Regions from separate parts of the Mus musculus genome. Here region 2 is linked to region 1. Evidence: chromatin contacts called from public Hi-C data. All regions are on one chromosome and are shown on one strand. Each heading gives the region's core, a stretch centred on a gene start, on an enhancer-like site or on the middle of the called end of the contact. The rest is flanking DNA. Distances are from core to core; before and after follow the strand shown. Region 1 holds the start of Ccdc62 (coiled-coil domain containing 62). Region 2 overlaps Hip1r (huntingtin interacting protein 1 related).

Evidence for each region. A called contact is a pair of places that touch in the nucleus more often than the background predicts.
Region 2: a contact with region 1 is called in a Hi-C map of reprogramming fibroblasts, with 3 times the contacts expected there. The contact joins the enhancer-like site here to the promoter of Ccdc62 in region 1. A contact is called at or near these places in 21 of 39 promoter capture datasets (the 3T3-L1 cell line, 3T3-L1-derived adipocytes, the C10 cell line and 14 more), 11 of 15 datasets of contacts at CTCF or cohesin (the G1E-ER4 cell line, the NIH/3T3 cell line, embryonic stem cells and 5 more), 238 of 484 Hi-C or Micro-C datasets (2-cell embryo, the 3T3-L1 cell line, 3T3-L1-derived adipocytes and 127 more), 41 of 115 datasets of contacts at active chromatin or transcription factors (the 230-238 cell line, the HPC-7 cell line, the NIH/3T3 cell line and 24 more) and 7 of 9 other capture datasets (adipose tissue, embryonic stem cells, embryonic tail and 4 more).

The regions. Positions count from the first base shown.
Region 1 is chr5:123,929,318-123,932,459 of GRCm38.p6, reverse strand. It overlaps Ccdc62 (coiled-coil domain containing 62), which reads right to left and starts at 1,771. Exons shown (of 13, transcript NM_001134767.1): 1 at 1,600-1,771. The coding sequence starts at 1,761.
Region 2 is chr5:123,991,169-123,994,026 of GRCm38.p6, reverse strand. It overlaps Hip1r (huntingtin interacting protein 1 related), which reads right to left. Exons shown (of 32, transcript NM_145070.3): 6 at 2,513-2,589; 7 at 2,222-2,283. Among named protein-coding and RNA genes, the nearest start is that of Mir7032, 4.3 kb to the left of the region's middle. Within about 2 kb of position 1,551, at least 173 of the 459 cell types and tissues checked have an H3K27ac peak or open chromatin away from gene starts, as enhancers often do. A contact at or near this core is called in 3T3-L1-derived adipocytes, the 63-12 cell line, the AtT-20 cell line and 45 more, where this site is marked.

The sequences.
Region 1 (3,142 bases), core at 522-3,021:
GCCCTGGCTGCTCTAGAACTTGTTCTGTTGACCAGGCTGGCCTTGAACTCAAGACATCCGCCTGCCTTTGTCTCCCAAGGGCTGGGATTAAAGACGTGTACCACCAGCATCTGGTTGTGACTAACCGTTTTAAAGTCCAATGTATGTCACGTCCTATCAACCTGAATCTGGAGTTGGCCACATCATGGTTATATAACCTTAATGAGGTTACCTGGCATCTCCCACTCTCAGTCTTTACCCGTAAAAGGGTAACGGCAGTACTCTTAGACAAATGCCCTATCACTGAGCAATATCTACAGCATTTGTTAATTATTGTTACTTCTGTGTATGAGTGCTTTACTGCGTGTTCATCTGTGTATCTTGCAGGCTCAGTGCCTGTGGAGGTTGGAAGTTGCTATCAGAACTGCTGACATTAATGAGTAACAATAGGGGGGCCCTGGGAATCAAACCTAGGTCTTTTGGAAGAGCAAACGGTTCTCTTAACCAACCATCAAACCATCTCTCTAACCTCCACAGCCTTTTATGGAAATAACCTTTTGAGACTTAGTCTCACTAAATTGCCTTGCCCAGGGGCTCACTCTGAGTCCTTGAAATTTCCAGACTCCACAATAGCTGGAATTACAGACCTATAGTCGTCATAAGTGCCTGGAGTATAGTAATCACTCAGCATTAGCTATCATTATTATTATTAGTTACAGTTAGACAGGGCCTTGCTATGCAGCCCTGTCAGTTTTGCAAACTGGCCTTGAACTCACAGAACTCAGATGCCAGCCGGGCGTGGTGGCACATGCCTTTAATCCCAGCACTTGGGAGGCAGAGGCAGGTGTCGGATTTCTGAGTTCGAGGCCAGCCTGGTCTACAGAGTGAGTTCCAGGACAGCCAGGGCTATACAGAGAAACCCTGTCTTGAAAAACCAAAAACCAAACCAAACCATACGGTACAGAATTATGTTCTGTTTTTGTGTAGGAAAGGTGGGGACTGAACTCGCCCCATGCGTGCAAGACAACTCTACCACCAAGCTAAGCGTAGCCCCCAAGTTAAAGATATTTAACGTTGGGATATGACGGCTCACACGGATATTCTCAGAACTCAGGAGGCAGGGGGAGTTCAGAGCGATGCCAGCATGGTCTACCCAGGGCGTGGAGGGCACGACAAGTTCATAGGGCAGTCATGTATATGATTTCGGACAGTACTTTGAAAAAGACTTATAATGACTTTCAGTTACTAGTACCTAAATACACACACAAAAGAACTTGGAATTCCAAGTCACAGTACCTGGATTCCAGTCTATTAGGGGTGGCAGCGGGGGGAGGGGGGGACGGGGCTCAGTGGAGGTAACCAGGTAATAAACCCATCATACAAAAAGTGTTCGTGTCACCCTACACTGATACGTTAAGTGCAATCCTTGGGCAAATTCACTTTCGAGACTGTCAATGGGAAGGAAGAAGTCGGTCCACTCGCTAGGCTACTGTTAAATAAGCGAGGGAGGGCAATGTCCCTGCCAACGTTCAACAGCAGCGCTCCGGTGCTCGTGCCTCGTCGCTGGGTCCCAGCTAGGGCCGGCCTCTCGGCGCCCTGTCCCGGGGCGGCGGCGCTCACCTGGCGCCGGTATAAGGTCGCCGAAGGGTTCATGGATGACTCCCCCGCCCCCAGAGAGAGTTGGTGCCAGCAGCGGGTCACCTCCGAGACGCCATAGGCGCACGGCCGCAGCGGCGGGGGCAAAGCCACAGCCCAGGACGGCGCGCCCTCAGAGCTACGCATGCGCGCATGCGCACTCAAACCGCCGGGCCAGCCGGCGGGCCGCACTCGGACGTTGCGCAGGAGTGATGCTCTCGCGAGACTTGCGCCTGTGCTCGCTCGCGGATCAAGAACGTGAACCTATATTCATTCCCACGCCGGAAGCCTTCGGCCCCTCTAAGGTTCCCAGAGCGTCGCAGCGGGAAAGACGAAGTGAATTAAAAGCCGTTTCTAGGTCCCAGTGATCCTGGGTCCCTCCCTGTGGATGTTTAGTCTGAAGAACCGGGCCGGGCTCTCAGCACTGGTCTGAACCAAGATCATTGGAGACAGAGGGTCTGCCAGTCAATCGATCATCGATCTGCTCTTAGTAGTGATGAGAACCGTGACATGTTATTATTTTTTAAAAAGATATTTTAGTAATTATATCATTAATATATATAATATATTTACTATATGTAAGTACACTGTAGCTGTCTCCAGACGCCCCAGAAGAGGGCGTCAGATCTCATTACGGATGGTTGTGAGCCACCACGTGGTTGCTGGGAATTGAACTCAGGACCTTCAGAAGAGCAGTGAGTGCTCTTAACCACTGAGCCATCTCTCCAGCCACATTTACCATAATACTGCTGGATCCCGCGGAGAAACGACGGAGACCTACGGGAATTCTGGGTCTCATTATTTCCATGTTTGTGCATTCCCGCATCAGTGCAACTTCCAGAGTCTCCCTCCAGAGGCCTTCCATCATCACCTTTGAGGCAGGTCCACCACTTATGCCAGAAGGGCTATCCAGCCATCCTCTTCCCAGGCTCTAGGATTTCGGCCTTTCGTTTTATGGTTGTTAGGGAGTCAGAAGGGGGTGGGGGCAAGCAGAATAACCCTGGACCCTAAGAGCTATTTCCACCCAGGCCTGACCACCTGAGAATTATCCTAGGATTCCACAGTGGAAGGAGAGAATTCAAAGTTGTTTTATCTCTGCACACCAACACACACTCACACCAAAATAAATGAACTTAAAATTATATGTGTGCTAGGGATCGAATCTCTGTCACCATCAGGATGCAAACTCTTTACCACATGCTACAGACCTAATAAAAATGTAGCAAATGAGTGGCGCACACCTTTAATCCCGGCACTCAGAAAGCAGAGGCAGGCGGATTTCTGAGTTCAAGGCCAGCCTGGTATCTACAGAGTGAGTTCCAGGACAGCAAGGGCTACACAGAGAAACCCTGTCTCGAAAAACTAAAAAGTAGCAAATGAAAAAGCAAAAAGATTAAAAAACTAGCCAGGTGTTGATCACACCTTAAATCCTTAAATCTCCGGAGTCAGAGGTCCTAGTTCAAGGCCAGCCTGGTCTACAGAGCAAGCTCTAAGACAACCCAAACCCAAAACAAAACAAGATTATGAC
Region 2 (2,858 bases), core at 302-2,801, 62 kb before region 1:
AAACAACAAAAGAGGCCGGAGAGGTGGCTTAGGGGCTACTGTGCTGGCTACTCTTCCTGAAGACCTAGGTTCTATTTCCCAACACACACACACACACACACACACACACACACACACACACACCCTCACAACTAATCCATAACTCTGGTGCCAGAGGGTTTGATGCCCTCTTCTGGCTTCTACAGGTACCAGGCATAGACATGGTACACAGATGTACATGCAGGCCAAACACCATACGGGTTTGGTTTTTGGTTTTCGTAAAAAGACTGTCACTGTAATAGCCCATCGTGTAGCTGTGGAGACTGGCTAGTGTCTGTTCCAGGTCACAGCCTTGAACACAGGCTCTGTGAGCCCCAAATGACCTGATGCCTCCTCACTTGTCCTGGAGACCCTGACAATCAGGCCTTGTATCAGAACTCCAGAGAAAGAGGGACAGACAAAGGACAAACACGAGGCTGCCTCCCCTGGCCAGCATCTTCTCTGGGGCAGAGAGGGGAATGACAAAGAGCGGGGCAGTGAGCCAGGCCGGGAGAGCAGCCAGGCCCCATGTGGGGCAGATCTGAGTGGTGCCAGAAGCCCTCAGCCCCTTGGTCTGGCCATGCCTGGGGGGGGGGGGGGAGGAGCTGTCTGCAAGGATGGAAGCCACACTAGGGTTTTGTTTCTTTGTTTGGTTTTGGCTTTTTTTTATCTTGGGGTGTGTGTGTGTGTGTAAACTCTGGTTTTGTTCTGTGCCCTTCCTTTCTCCCTTCCTCTGCCCCTCCCTCCTCCCCAGAGTGTCGCCCACCCACCCACCCCCACATGCTAGGCAAGCACTTCATTATTTAGGTGCCACCCTGGCTAATCGAGACCAGATTGGTCTCAAACTCAGATATATGATTGATTTTTTTCTCTTAAGCACCAGGATTAAGGGCATGTGCCACCAAACTCGGACCTCTTATTTAAAGTTTTCTTTCCTTTATTTTCTATGTATAGGTGTTTTGCCTGTGCACCACATGCCTGCAATGCCCTCAAAGGCCAGAAGAGGGCATCAGATCCCCTAGAACTGGACAGTTAGGACCAGCCACAGGGCCAGGGCGCTCTCCAGCCCTTCTCACTTTTGAGACTGGGTCTCAGTAAGCTCCCCAGGTTGACCTTGAACTTACTCTAGCTCAAGCAGGCCTCAAATTCACGATTCTCCTGCCTCAGCCTTCTGAGGCACATCGCTCTTAACAGCCTTGCACTCCCATTGAAGGCAGTGTGTTACAGCGGGCTTTCTACTGAGGTAGACCTGCAGGGGTTTCTATCTTCTGTCACCTACGTGTGCCCACTCTCTATAAGTCACCAAGGATAGGGGCCTGCAGGTCCTTCCCCCTGGGCCTCCTCCTAGGTCAAGAGCAGCTAGGGTGGGACACAAGGGCTACGGCTTGAATCTCACGGCCTGTGTGCTCTGAGGAGCTCGGGCTTCCCCTTTCTGCCAGGACTCAATTCCTGGTGGCCTGGGTCCAGCTGCACTACTGGGCCACACCCCTGGTGACCTGCCGTTTTGTCCTACTCCTGGACAGGCTCCACGCTGGCCTCTCACCCTCCAGAGCCACAGGCCCAGACCCAGCGTACAGAGTGGCTGTCCTGCCTCTTCCCAATTCCCTGTTTTTCCTTAAAAAGGCGTGTGCCTTGGGCTTCATCATAGCCAACAGTGAGTCACAGCAGTTATTTTGAAGGTACAGCCCAGAACAATCACCTCCCAGGCGGGCGGGGAGGGTGAGCCCTCAGAGATTTCCTGTCCAACAGCTGCCAGTTCTTTGGCTGAACAGTCTGACAGGACCGTGAGGCATTTCAGAACACACAGTAGGAAATGTTAGCCATGTTTTCTCTCCTGGAGAGTAGTGCGGTGCCGAGGCCAGGCAGGAGCCTAGAGGGTCCTCCATGGGGCACACCCCACCCTCCACACCCAGGGGCCCATAGTGGCCTTCATGTGCCATGTCTTGGACACACGTAGGGTCTCGAGGAAGGGAAGTCTCTGCTTGTGCTCTGGAGGTACCATGAGGCCCCCTTCTGTCTTGGAGGGAGAGGGACCCCAAGGAAGAGGTGCACGTAAGACCTGGGTTACTGTGGGTGCTCTATCAGAAGAATCACTCGCCCAGTGTCAGTGGGGCCCAGGTTTCACCCCAACAGCAGGAAAGACAAGTGAAAATCCAGCCTGCCCACCAGTGCCTTCACAGCCTGGCATGAGTGACTTGCTCACCTGACTCAGAAAGCTTCAGTTCACAGTCCATGTAGTCAAACATCTCCACGGTAAGCTGAAAACTAGGAGAAAAGACGGGGATGCAAAGGGCAGCAGGGCACACCCACACAATCCCCGAGACCCCTTAGGAACAGGAAGCAAACTCCATCAGGCAGAAACATGGAGTACCTGATAAACCCCTTCACCCATAGCCTGGCCCCCTGGGGGTCATGACCTTCAGCCCTGTGGCCTCACTTGACATGGTCCCCAGTGGGCAGGCACTTGGGGGAAACTGAGGCTACACAGACTCACATGTTGTTGACATCAGTTCCCGCCGCCTTCTCCAACACCTCATCTGTTACCTCCAGGCCTGCAGGAAACTGGGGATGCTGCAGAAACAGCCCCCACGCAGCCTCATTGAGCAGCCACACACGGGTCCCATCCCTGCTCCTGACAGCTCCCATGAGAAGGGGAGTCGCCAGGGAGGTTTCTCAATCCCCTCATTCTGTGATCCCAGCTTCTCTGGTTAAGCCAAAGGGGCCGACAGAAATCCTGGGGCTGAGGCAGGGGCAGCCTGACCAGGACTGACGGGCAAGGCCACTGGAGCACACACAGGCTGGCATCTGCATTGGATCTATGCAAACATGGAGACAGCCCG